Linked DNA regions of Sus scrofa: regions 2 and 3 are each linked to region 1. A link is a contact called in public Hi-C and HiChIP or PLAC-seq data. All regions are on one chromosome and are shown on one strand. The core of a region is the stretch at or near the end of the contact, and the rest is flanking DNA. Distances in the headings are between cores, read along the strand shown. Region 1 overlaps PKD2 (polycystin 2, transient receptor potential cation channel). Region 2 has its middle 24 kb from the start of ABCG2. Region 3 has its middle 46 kb from the start of ABCG2.

Region 1 (4,334 bases), core at 1,154-3,653:
TCCAAGCCGCAGCTGCGAGCTATACACCACAGTTCATGGCAATGCCGGATCCTTAACCCACTGAGCGAGGCCGGGGATCGAACCTAAAACCTCATGGTTCCTAGTCAGGTTCGTTAACCACTGAGCCACGACGGGAACTCCAAAAACAAATGTTACAATGAGGAGCAGAAGATTATACAACATGGTCTTGGCAGTGGCAGGACAGAACCCCAAGTTTCTTTGACTCCAGAATCTGTGTCTTTTCCACTAAGCTTTTCTGGACTGTCTTTCCACCAGGCTTGCCATGTTTCTGTTTGCAGAGGTCTTCTTAACTCCTTAACGTAGGTTGTATAAACCTCAACTATTATCATACAATAGTATTTGGAATAAGTGTACAATTCTGGTTGTCTCCGTGGACTATTGAAAGTTGAGCTATTTAGAGTTCTGTACCCCTAATAATTTATGTCAAATGAGGAAAATGTAGATGACACAGATAAGCAAAAATAATGAAATAATCCCATCACTCACAGGTAAATACATTAACACTCTGTTGTGTTTCATTCTTGTCTCTCACAAAATATATTGCAATATATGGTTTTGTAAGTGAGAATGTATATTGCATTTTCTTTTGCCATGACAATGGAAAAACTAATTTTCCCAATGACTGTGGTGGCAAAACTATTAATTGATGACTTCTTTTAACATTTCACTTGGGAAAAATTTAGATGTGTGTCAAACTTTGGATTGGTGTTTACAAAATACATTGAGGTTTCTTCTTTAATCTTTACATTCTTTGATTTACAAACAGAATATGTTTTTGGCCATCATCAATGATACTTACTCTGAAGTTAAATCTGATTTGGCCCAGCAGAAAGCTGAAATGGAACTCTCAGATCTTATCAGAAAGGTATGACAAGCCCTAATTCTCAGAATTGCTTTATTTTCTGCATAAAATGAGCATGTTGCAACCAGATGGCCAAATCAACATGGATCCATTGACACTGTTTAAAATGAGGAGTAGATTGCTATGTTCCAGGAATAATTTACATATTCTGTCCCTTGGAGCTACTTGGATATACTGCTAGCTTGGACTTAAATTCTGGGACTCCTTTCATGCCCTAGAATTCAATTTTCCATAATCTCTTTTGCCCCTGAAGAGCTGAGCTGCTGGTTTCATCCCCTTTGTTTATTTTGACACCTCCTCTAGTTGGTTTTCACTTCCAGATCCAGAGTTCAGAATAAACGGGAATAGGAAGTTCTTGTCATGGCGCAGCAGAAACGAATCCAACTAGGAACGATGAGATTGTGGGTTCGATCCCTGGCCTCGCTCAGTGGGTTAAGGATCCCGCGTTGCCGTGAGCTGTGGTGTAGGTCTCAGATGCAGCTTGGATCCTGTGTTGCTGTGCCCGCGGTGCAGGCCAGCAGCCGTAGTAGCTCCGATTCGACCCCTAGCCTGGGAAACTCCATATGCCACGGGTGCGGCCCTGAAATGCAAAAAAAAAAAAAAAAAAAAAAAAAAGAATAAATGGGAAGGGAAGATTATATAAAGACATTTCCACTTCTTCTATATCAATTGCAATTTTTAAAAAAGGGGGTGGGGCGATCCCTGGTGGTCCAGTGGTTAGCACTCGGTGCTGTCCCCACTGTAGCTTGGATTTGATCCCTGGTCTAGCAGCTGAGATCCCACATCAAGCTACTGCACGCCACAGCCAAGTGAATTAATTAATGAATTAGTTAATTAAAAGGAAAAAAAGTTTTAGAGGCAAATATGTTGTGGTTCCCTCCTTACCCCGGACTTACCAGGGACGTTTTAAAATAGCCAAAGGAAAAGTCCCTGGAGCAAGTCCACAGCCTAAGAGCCTGAGAACTTTCACTTACGCCCCTTCTCAGGAAGTGTTTGATTGTTCGGTGGAAGGGCAGGACAGGAAAGCTGCCCAACTTTGTTCTTCGCAATGTGACTTCTCTCTTTGGTCTGACGTCTAAAATTCAAGCAACAACAAATAACTGCATCTGAAGTACACAGCTTGTTCTTTAAACATCATTCTGCTGAAGATACGGTGTGGCTCCTTGACCGTAATATTTTTCTATTTGGTTCAAACCATCGGACAATGTTGTCTGTGAATCAGGTTGTGACAGAGAACGTCCACTTTGGAGAACAAAGTCCCTTGCACAGGACCTAGCGTTTATGTTATCCTGAGCGTTGCGTAACAGGTGATTACATTCTAGCAAATCCCCAGGGTGTCTACAAGCAGCCCTCACTTTGCACTTTGCTTCCAATGTGTCCAAACTCCAGTTATTTCAGTGAAATAACACCAGCCTCTCAACACAGGTCATGTTTCGGTTATCACAGTATCTTGGCTGTTGAGGGATAACAAAGTACAAAGGTCACCTTCGGTTACCGCAGTCTATTGCCTGTGACTAATAGCACGAAGGGCAGACCTCACTCCTATCGCTACAGATCGTTACATAAATAACAGGTGTGCAGCATAACCACTGGCTGATCGCGTCACTTCTTCCAAGTCAAGGCTTGGTCACTGCGCATCTGCCAGTCAGTTTCCACACAGAGCGCAGCTGTGTTCAGACACCTCATCTCCCCGTGATAAACCCAAGTGGCATTTTACAAACACCCAAAATTAAAAGAGACAATAGGCCAGGAAAGAAGAAAGTTTGGCAAAGGAACCAAGAATGATGACATCGGAAGAGAAATTCGAAATGAGTGTAATGCATTTATTGACTCTGTAGCTGGCTGTGGGAGTGGGGACCCCGCCAGCATTCCAGAGTTAGACGGCAGCCAGACGAACCCAGGGAAGCAAATTTACCATAAACGAGGAACGTGATTGTGACACATAGGATGAAGAGCTCTCAGAGAGAATGACACTGGCCACAAACTTCACATCAAAGGAACTTAGTGACATTTCACCACTTTGAAAGTGCCAGGGATAAAATGTTGGAAGCTGATCCAGATTAAGAAAGGATTATGAGGGAGTTCCCGTCGTGGCGCAGCAGAAACGAATCTGACTAGGATCCTTGAGGTTGCAGGTTCGATCCCTGGCCTCGCTCAGTGGGTTGAGGCTCCGGCGTTACCCTGAGCTGTGGTGTGGGTCGCAGATGTGGCTCGGATCTGGCCAGCAGCTACAGGTCCGATTCGACCCCTAGCTTGGGAACCTCCAAATGCCTCAAGCGTGGCCCTTAAAACAAACAAACAAAAAGGATTATGAAATAGAAAAGATGCCCACTCTCTATCATAAATTATACAAGAAGAAGAAAGCAAGCACTCTTCAAACTACTCTGGTTAAGTTTTTTACAAAGAAGTGAAACTTTAATTTTGAATGTTTCTACTATTTAAAATTTCAATTTTCATCTTAATATTTTAAAAATTGCCAGAGTCTCCACTGTGTGGCACAGTGGATTAAGGATCCGGCGTTGGCACAGCTGTGGCCTAGGTCACAGCTGAAGCTTTGGATTCAGTCCCTGGCCGGGAAACTTTCATATGCCCTGAGTGTGGCCAAAAAAGAAAAAAAAAAAACAATTCCCTGTAAATTTATAACCAACCCTAAGGGAATTTTTAATTTTTAACAGAAAGTTTTAAAGTTCATAGGCCAGTGGTAATTTTTTCCTTTGATTATCAACATCGCGTCACACAGTTGTCATTTGTACAGCCCCGTGCCACCAGGCATAATAGGCTCTGCCTCTAGTCCATTAGTGAACAGTACTCATCTCTGTGTCACTGAAATTCTTTTTTTTTTTTTTTTTTTTGTCTTTTTGCTATTTCTAGGGCCGTTCCCGCGGCATATGGAGGTTCCCAGGCTAGGGGTTGAATCGGAGCTGTAGCCGCCGGTCTACGCCAGAGCCACAGCAACACGGGATCCGAGCCGCGTCTGCAACCTACACCGCAGCTCACGGCAACACCAGATCCCCAACCCACTGAGCAAGGACAGGGACCAAACCCGCAACCTCATGGTTCCTAGTCAGATTCGTTAACCACCAAGCCACGACAGGAACTCCTGAAATTCTTTTATGCACGTGACATACGTAAGGAATTCCAGCTATGAGATGTATGGAAAATAATTAATCCGTTTCTGTTTTCTCAAGAACTCTGGCACATTCCTGCGTAGCCAGAGGCAGACAGCCATGGAACACATTTGTGCTTTTTCAGTCCTGTAAGCCGAGCTTGAATATAAGCCAGAGGTCCCTAGGTCTTCTTGATTTACTGAAAGACCTTAACTCTTCCCATATAATTCCCTCTCGGGAGCTTCCTGGAAAACACAGGATGCCTTCATCATTCATCCAACACATGCTTGTTGAGTGGCCCACGTATGTCAGGCACTGTTCTGGTCACTGGCTTTGCAGTAGTT
Region 2 (3,710 bases), core at 558-3,057, 190 kb after region 1:
AATCCTCACATATTGCTAGTGGGAACGTGAAGCGGTACAATTACTTGGGAAGACAGTGTGATAGTTTCTTTAAAATTAGGAAAGCCTGAGTTCCCGTCGTGGCGCAGCAGAAACAAATCCAACTAGGAACAATGAGGTTGTGGGTTCGCTCCCTGGCCTCGCTCAGTAGGTTGGGGATCCGGCATTGCTATGAGCTGTGGTGACAGGTAGCAGACGCGGCTCAGATCTGGCGTTGCTGTGGCTCTGGCATAGGTCAGCAGCTACAGCTCCAATTAGACCCCTACCCTGGGAACCTCCATATACCAAGGGTACAGCCCTAAAAAGGACAAAAAGACCAAAAAAAAAAAAGGAAAGTCACTCCTAAGACTCAATCAAGAGAAATAACAACAAACATCCACACAAAGGCCTGTAAGCAAATGCAGCATTATTTATAATAACCCCAAACTGGAAACAACCTGAATGTGGGACAACCAGTGCATAAACAACATTTAGCATATCCATAGAGCAGAGTGCCACTCGGCCATAAAAGTTAATCATTCATGTTATATGATGGGGGAGCTTCAAGAAGGTGGAGGTGAAAAGAAGTCAAGCAAAGAAGATTTCAGAACTCAATTTAATGAGATGCCCAGAGAAAGCAAAGCTATTCAGTCCAAAATAGATTAGTGCACAGGGTGGGAAAGAGGAAAGACTGCACATAAGCAAGAAGAATTAAAAAAAAAAAAAAAACACAACTTTTGCTCTAGTGCATTCAGCAGTTATCTGTTACAGCACCTTGTGTAACTGGCTCAGAAGAGCCCACCCTTATATTCCTATCAGTCCGTAATCCATTCGAAGATTTGTTTCTGCATCCAAAGCAACTTTTTGACTTTGCTGATGAATTTTCTAGGAATTTTCTAGGTCTGACAGGTTTGACGAATTTAAGTGCCATCAAGTTCCCAGCATACTTGGACCAATGCATAAGTCCTCCGGTTCCAGTTAGAAATGGAGGAGCCTCAACCCCTGCCCTGGGCCTGCTGCTTCCTGACAGAAGAAGAGGAGGTGGTGCTGAATGGCGATGTGAGCATCAGTGCACACCGCACAGGTCTCAGCAGGGGGACCTGGTCCTCTTGCTCCTCCTCCTGTTTCAGCAGTAGGGTGAGCCACAGAGAACTGTGCGAGCAAAGCTGGCAGGGCAGCCTCATTTGCTAGTCAAGGAAGGAGCCTCTATAGTCTCATCAGGCTTTTGTCCACACCCAGCCTTTCTATCCCGTCTTTCCAACGTATTCCAAGAAGAGACCTTAGTACATTTCGTTGTATCTGACTATCCCTTGTCACCCCTTTATCAGTGAGGTCTGCTTCTCTCCCCTAGGACCTGTTCCATACCTGCTTGGTCCACTAGGTAGGTCTCACCTGTATTTTTTTTCAAAAAGTATTGTCACCTTATCAGCTTAAAAAAGAGGGGGGGGTTTAATTCCATGGAGTCAATCTGCCAAAAACAGGTTGGGGTAACGTCCTGTGTAGTGTTGCCACTTTTACTGAGGGACAAGCAGGCCAACTTTGATAGCAGTTTTGTAGGAGCTACAAGTTCTCAGAAACAGACAGAGACAACAGTTTGCAAAAGACAGCAGTTCTCCGGCTACACGCAGTAGTGAACCCGCTCACATAACGTCCAGTGTCATCATCTGGCAAGCGTGGCCTCCGTTTTGTGGGGTGTTGTAAATGTGCCTTCTGGGAGGCATCCAAGGCCACAGAGAATGTCATCTGCAGCTGGCCCCTCCACAAGACGGCACTCCGCAGTGAGACCTCTGGACGTCAGAAGAGCTGTCCTCTGATACCACCGCACATTCCAGTTCCACACACAGCGCGCACGTCAGTACGGACTGTGCAGGACTACACAGCACACAAACCAGTCGGCCCACAGGCCTCTTAATGACAAAATCACCGTTTTATCATGAGTTTTATAGCTATATTCAGACTTCTATTTGCAGGAACAGAGATCGCAGGTCTTTTTGTACAGACACTGGCACACTGGCTTCCAGACCATCCACTCCTCCCAGCTGGAAGGTCGGGAAATACAGGAGAGAAGGCCCAGGCTCTGCACCTGGTACCAGTAAGCAAACATTTACTGTGAGCTATCTGAGGTGGTAGAAAAGGGGTACACAACTCTACAAATTTACTAAAATTCATTGACTTGTACACTTAAAATGTATGGTATATAATTTTCAAGGAAGCAATTTTAAAGTAGTTTAAAGCCAATAAACAAAATATATGTGTGTGTGTATACACACATACATATGCACATATCTATTCATTTAAGACTTTTAAGAAACTGCATAAAATTATAGGTAGTGTGCCCTCTCATACATCACACTGGAAGCCTATGTGTTAACTTGGGTCACTGTAATTTATTTTCTTTTTCTTTTTTTTTTAATTTTTGCTTTTTTAGGGCCCCACCTGAGGCACATGGAAGTTCCCAGGCTAGGGATCAAATCAGAGCTGTAGCCGCCAGCCTACTCCACAGCCACAGCAACGCCAGATCCTTAACGCACTGAGCGAGGCCAGGGATCAAACCCGCATCTTCATTAACCACTGAGACACAAAGGGAACTCCAACTTGGGTCATTTTTATATGTATCTCAGAATAAATCTTCTCTTGTCATCTCTGTTTAATCAGAGAAAAATCATAAAATTGTAAGATGAACAAAACAATACAAAAACCTGAACTATCTCCAACTACTCATCTGAATCAGATTTTTCTCAATACTGTATGACCAAATGCAGAAATAAATTTATTTCAGAGGCTTTCTGCAACTATAATAAACCCTTCTCACAATATTTCTGTGCTCATCAAAAATACTGTTTTTATTGACTGACTTCCTAATAGTAAATGTGTACATTTTAATATATAAATATTAATAAATATATTTTAATATATTGGAGTTGTGCATTTATTTTATTTTTATTTTTTTTTATTTTTGTCTTTTTGCTATTTCTTGGGCTGCTCCCGCGGCATATGGAGGTTCCCAGGCTAGGGGTCGAATCAGAGCTACAGCCACCAGCCTATGCCAGAGCCACAGCAATGCTGGATCCGAGCCCGCGTCTGCGACCTACACCACAGCTTACGGCAACGCCGGATCGTCAACCCACTGAGCAAGGGCAGGGACCGAACCTGCAACCTCATGGTTCCTAGTCGGATTTGCTAACCACTGTGCCACGACGGGAACTCCATGTGCATTTATTTAAAAAAAAATTTAACTGTTTCTGGTGTGAAGAAAAAAAAAATCTAGGGATTTCCCATCACGGCTCAGCATGTTATGAACCCAGCTAGTATTCATGAGGACGCACACAGGTTCAATCCCTGGCCTCACTCAGTGGGTTAAGGATCTGGCATTGCTGTGAGCTGTGGTGTAGGTCCCAGTTGCATCTGGGATCTGGTGTGGCTTTGGCTGTGGTGTAAGCCGGCAGCTATTCAACCCCTAGCCTGGGAAATTCCATATGCCGCAGGTGTGACCCTAAAAAAGCAAAAGCAAAAAAAAAAAAAAAAAATCTAATTCTCCTGGGCAACAGGTGTTACAAAAAGATTAAGCTTAACTACATTTTTACTAGTAGGATGTTTAGAAATACATTTGGTTTAAAGTAGCACTTTGTTATCATTCCCTGAGGCTCCCATGAAGGTAGATGGGATTTTACTTAGACAGCAAACGTTTATCTTCAAAAAACCATTTTTTAAAA
Region 3 (3,901 bases), core at 1,221-3,720, 210 kb after region 1:
CTTTCCACGTGCCCATACAGCCACGTACCGTTTGCTCAGTAATCCATTTCGGAATTCTGAGAAGCCAGCTCACCACCTGTGTCTCTTGGGCCATGTACTCGTGGCTATTGGTATAACTTTGAAATTTCTCTAAGAAGCACCAGCTTGGGGGGGTACGTGTGAGGCTACAGGGATGGTGATTATCTGAATTTCACTGACGGATGCCTCTCTCTCCATGACGCAGGACCTCCAGCTTCCAACTAGTTTCTGGGATCGCACTCTGACACACATCTTCCAAAGCCCTCCCACTGTGTCCCCTCCCGTGTCTGATGTCCACAAGGCACGTGACATGCTGCTTTGTTACTGCAGCTGACTTACACGGAAACACTAACATTCCCTGGCAGGGTGCTTGTCTTTCAGGGCTTCAGAATCTGAATGAATGCCCCAAAGGATCAGGAGGAGGCTCCACCTGCTTCAGTCCCGATATACTGGAAAGCTCTGGGTGGCCCACGGAAGCTCAGAGATACAGCACGCCTTGCTTGTTACCACATCTGAACTGCTTTTACTCACAATCTTCTGACACCAAATACCTGGGGGTTTTCTTACACCAACCAATTCTCCAAGTGGCAGCAGTCCAGACACCAACTGGAGGTGCTACAATTCAATTCAATTCTGATATCAACTTCCCAGAATTAACATAGGTTGCACAGGTTAAGGGTCAATTTTGCAAAACTGCTCTCACTTCTGACACCAGTTGCAAGTCCTACATCACCAGCTACAAATCAGGTGTTCCCAAGGTCCCCTCCAGTTGGACAACTTGCTAGAACAGCTCACAGAACTTGGGCAAACAAGTTACTAGTTCTGGTTTATTATAAAGGATACAACTTGGAGTTCCCGTCGTGGCTCAGTGGTTAACGAATCCGACTAAGAACCATGAGGTTGGGGGTTCAATCCCTGGCCTTGCTCAGTGGGTTAAGGATCCAGTGTTGCTGTGAGCTGTGGTGTAGGTGGCGGACAAGGCTCAGATCCCGTGTTGCTGTGGCTCTGGCGTAGGCCAGTGACTACAGCTCCGATTCGACTCCTAGCCTGGGAACCTCCATATGCTGCGGGAAGCAGCCCTAGAAATGGCAAAAAGACAAAAATAATAATAATAATAATATAAAGAATACAACTCAAGTACAGCCAAATAGAAGAGATACATAGGGCCAGGATGGAAGAAGTGGCTTGGAATTCCATGCCCTCTCTGGGGACACCACCCTCTCAGCACCCTGACGTGTTCAACCCTGAAACTCTCTGAACTCCATCATTTAGAGGGTTTTATGGAGGTTCCATTATGTAAGGCATGATTGATTATATATTTGGTCACTGCTGATGAACCCAACTTCTAGTCCTCTCCCCTCCCTGGAGGTTGGGGGGTGAGGCTGAAAGTTCAACCTTCCAATCATATGGTTGGTTTCTCAGGCAACCAACCCCCATCCTCAGATTCTCCAGGTGCCTAGAAGCTGATGGTCTGTTTTCAAGAGTGACATGTGAAATACAGTAAGAAATATATATTTGGTCTTTGTCCTCGGTTCCTGACACAGCTTCTAAAACTCTTGTAATGTCTTGAGTGACAGGAGCATCTTTTGTTATTTACAACCATCCCCTTTCAACCATACTCGAGCTTATGATAATAAGATGACTCCTGAATCTTGTACCCATTTGAGATGATAAACTTTTTGTCATAACACTTCATGATGTATGTAAATCAAACCACTATGCTGTAAACCTCAGACATACAGTGCTAGATGTCAGTAATATCTCAATAAAACTAGAAGAAGAAAAAAAAATAGCCGTTTTCTTTCTTTTTTTGCGGGGGGGGGGGGGGGGAGCGGGGGCCTGCCTCTGTGGCATATGGAAGTTCCCAGGCTAGGGGTCAAATCACAGTTGCAGCTGCCACCCTACGCCACAGCCACAGCAACGCCAGATCTGAGCTGCATCTGCAACCTGCATCACAGCTCAAGGCAACGTCAGATCCTTAACTCACTTAGTGAGGAGGGGGATCAGACACAGCTCCTCATGGACACCAGGTCAGGTTCCTAACCTGCTGAGGCACAACAGGAACTCCCCACCCCCGCCAAAAAAAACAGCCATCTTTACTATCTGTATTTTAATCTCCTCAGCGTGTAAATCATGTCTAAAAGAAGAAATAAAACAAGCATAGGAATAATTATCACATAATATAGAAGATAAAAGAGGCAGAAAAGAACTATGGGAATTCAAAGAACAGTATTAGACCACTTTCAAATGACCAAGACATATTACTTATTCTGAGGAATAAAGCAATTCTCTTGAGGATATAGTCAAACCAGGATTGCACTGAGGGGAAAAACAGGATAGACAATACAAATCACTAGGGAACTGGGTGGAGGAGAAAGTCCTTCTTGATCTCCAAGATAAAAGCCAGCTGGGTCACTTCTCCTTCTACTCTGTGTCATGATTTGAGGGAATGAGAGCCTTTGGCGTAGAGCTAGATCATAATTAACCTGGCTGTGCTCTATTGTGCCAGGCAGCGTGTGAGCTCGTGTCCCGGTTTGCAGAGGAAGAGCCCAGCTTAAACGTATTGCTCCAAGTATCTTTTAATTGTGCTCCTCTCATCCTCCGAAGTAAAGACGGTTGCCCCCGCTTGAGATGAAAAACAGAAACAATCCTTTGCCAGAGGCTGGTGCCCTCTTGTGACGAGAGTACGAAAAGCCATTCTAGAAACAAGAGTCTTCCTTCAGGTTCCACTGGGGAATTTCACGTCGCTTATTCTGAGAGAAGAAACCGCCGCAAGATGCGAACATCCCAAGTGGATCATCTACCAACTGGCCTCCTCATCTCCGCGTGGCATCAGACTGGATCGCCGACTGCTCTTCATGGGTGCTGCTTTCTGCGGACTCCAGGACCTCTTCTCCCGTTTATCAGTAGCTGGCACACTGTCACTCTCTCTAACTCTCCCCCGTCTCACTTCTTGTGAGTTCACTATACACACAGGTTATTTTTCCAGCCCACTGGCTTCTGCCAACCTTGAACTTCTCCCCTCTGATCTTCCTGTTCTTCGCTCTGCCTCAGCTATGCCCTCCCAGCTCATGCCACAGACGCTGTCATCACCCATCTCATCTCATGGACCTTGCTCTCTGACCCCCTTTTCCCATCTTTCCACCTCGCTACCTCTGGGAATCCAACTCCCACAACCCCCGCCCCAAAGCCCTATAACCATTACCTTGACTAATAGTTCACTATGCCCTGTCCCCTACTGCTTCCTTTCATCTCCATATCAGCTGAAATTCCATGATCATTTCTTATGCTAACACCCTTGCAAACACTTTCAACTCCCTTGCCCCTCTTCTGCATTGCCACTTGCTGGGCAAAACCAGAATCTCTAGTTAAATTCAAATCTCCCCTACTCTGCGCCTACATCCTTGCAGCTGAATGTGGGTGGAGAAAAACACATAAAAACAATTATGGTAAAAAATCAGATATCTGATTTTTTAAATTCATGATCAGAAATCTTTTTTGTGTGTGTGTGTGTTTTAGGGCCACATTCGAGGCATGTGGAGGTTCCCAGGCTAGGGGTCGAATCGGAGCTACAGCTACCAGCCTAGATCACAGCCACAGCAATGTGGGATCCAAGCCACATCTGCAATCTACACCACGGCTCACAGTAATGCTGGATCCTGAACCCACTGAGCAAGGCCAGGGGTCAAACCTGTGACCTCATGGATGCTAGTCAGGTTTGTTAACCACTGAGCCATGACGGGAAGTCCATGATCTCAAATCTTAATGCTGGGAGCCCAAGCGGTGCCTCGCAGCTCACACTATGTTTCCCTAGCCCATTCACTTCTCTATTTTCCTATTTCAACAAGTCCTGGTTTCTTCTGTCTCCTCACCTATAGTCATT

What was found. A called contact is a pair of places that touch in the nucleus more often than the background predicts. HiChIP or PLAC-seq counts read pairs in DNA pulled down with a chosen protein or histone mark.
Region 2: a contact with region 1 is called in an H3K27ac HiChIP or PLAC-seq map of skeletal muscle. The contact joins two enhancer-like sites. A contact is called at or near these places in 2 of 2 datasets of contacts at active chromatin or transcription factors (alveolar macrophages and skeletal muscle).
Region 3: a contact with region 1 is called in a Hi-C map of skeletal muscle, with 5 times the contacts expected there. The contact joins two enhancer-like sites. A contact is called at or near these places in 1 of 47 Hi-C or Micro-C datasets (skeletal muscle) and 1 of 2 datasets of contacts at active chromatin or transcription factors (skeletal muscle).

Annotation. Positions count from the first base shown.
Region 1 is chr8:131,013,235-131,017,568 of Sscrofa11.1, reverse strand. PKD2 (polycystin 2, transient receptor potential cation channel) reads left to right here. Exons shown (of 15, transcript NM_001245979.1): 10 at 788-886. Among named protein-coding and RNA genes, the nearest start is that of PKD2, 44 kb to the left of the region's middle. Within about 2 kb of position 2,403, at least 36 of the 83 cell types and tissues checked have an H3K27ac peak or open chromatin away from gene starts, as enhancers often do. A contact at or near this core is called in skeletal muscle, where this site is marked.
Region 2 is chr8:130,827,673-130,831,382 of Sscrofa11.1, reverse strand. No RefSeq gene overlaps it. Among named protein-coding and RNA genes, the nearest start is that of ABCG2, 24 kb to the left of the region's middle. Within about 2 kb of position 1,807, at least 11 of the 83 cell types and tissues checked have an H3K27ac peak or open chromatin away from gene starts, as enhancers often do. A contact at or near this core is called in skeletal muscle, where this site is marked.
Region 3 is chr8:130,805,665-130,809,565 of Sscrofa11.1, reverse strand. No RefSeq gene overlaps it. Among named protein-coding and RNA genes, the nearest start is that of ABCG2, 46 kb to the left of the region's middle. Within about 2 kb of position 2,470, at least 12 of the 83 cell types and tissues checked have an H3K27ac peak or open chromatin away from gene starts, as enhancers often do. A contact at or near this core is called in skeletal muscle, where this site is marked.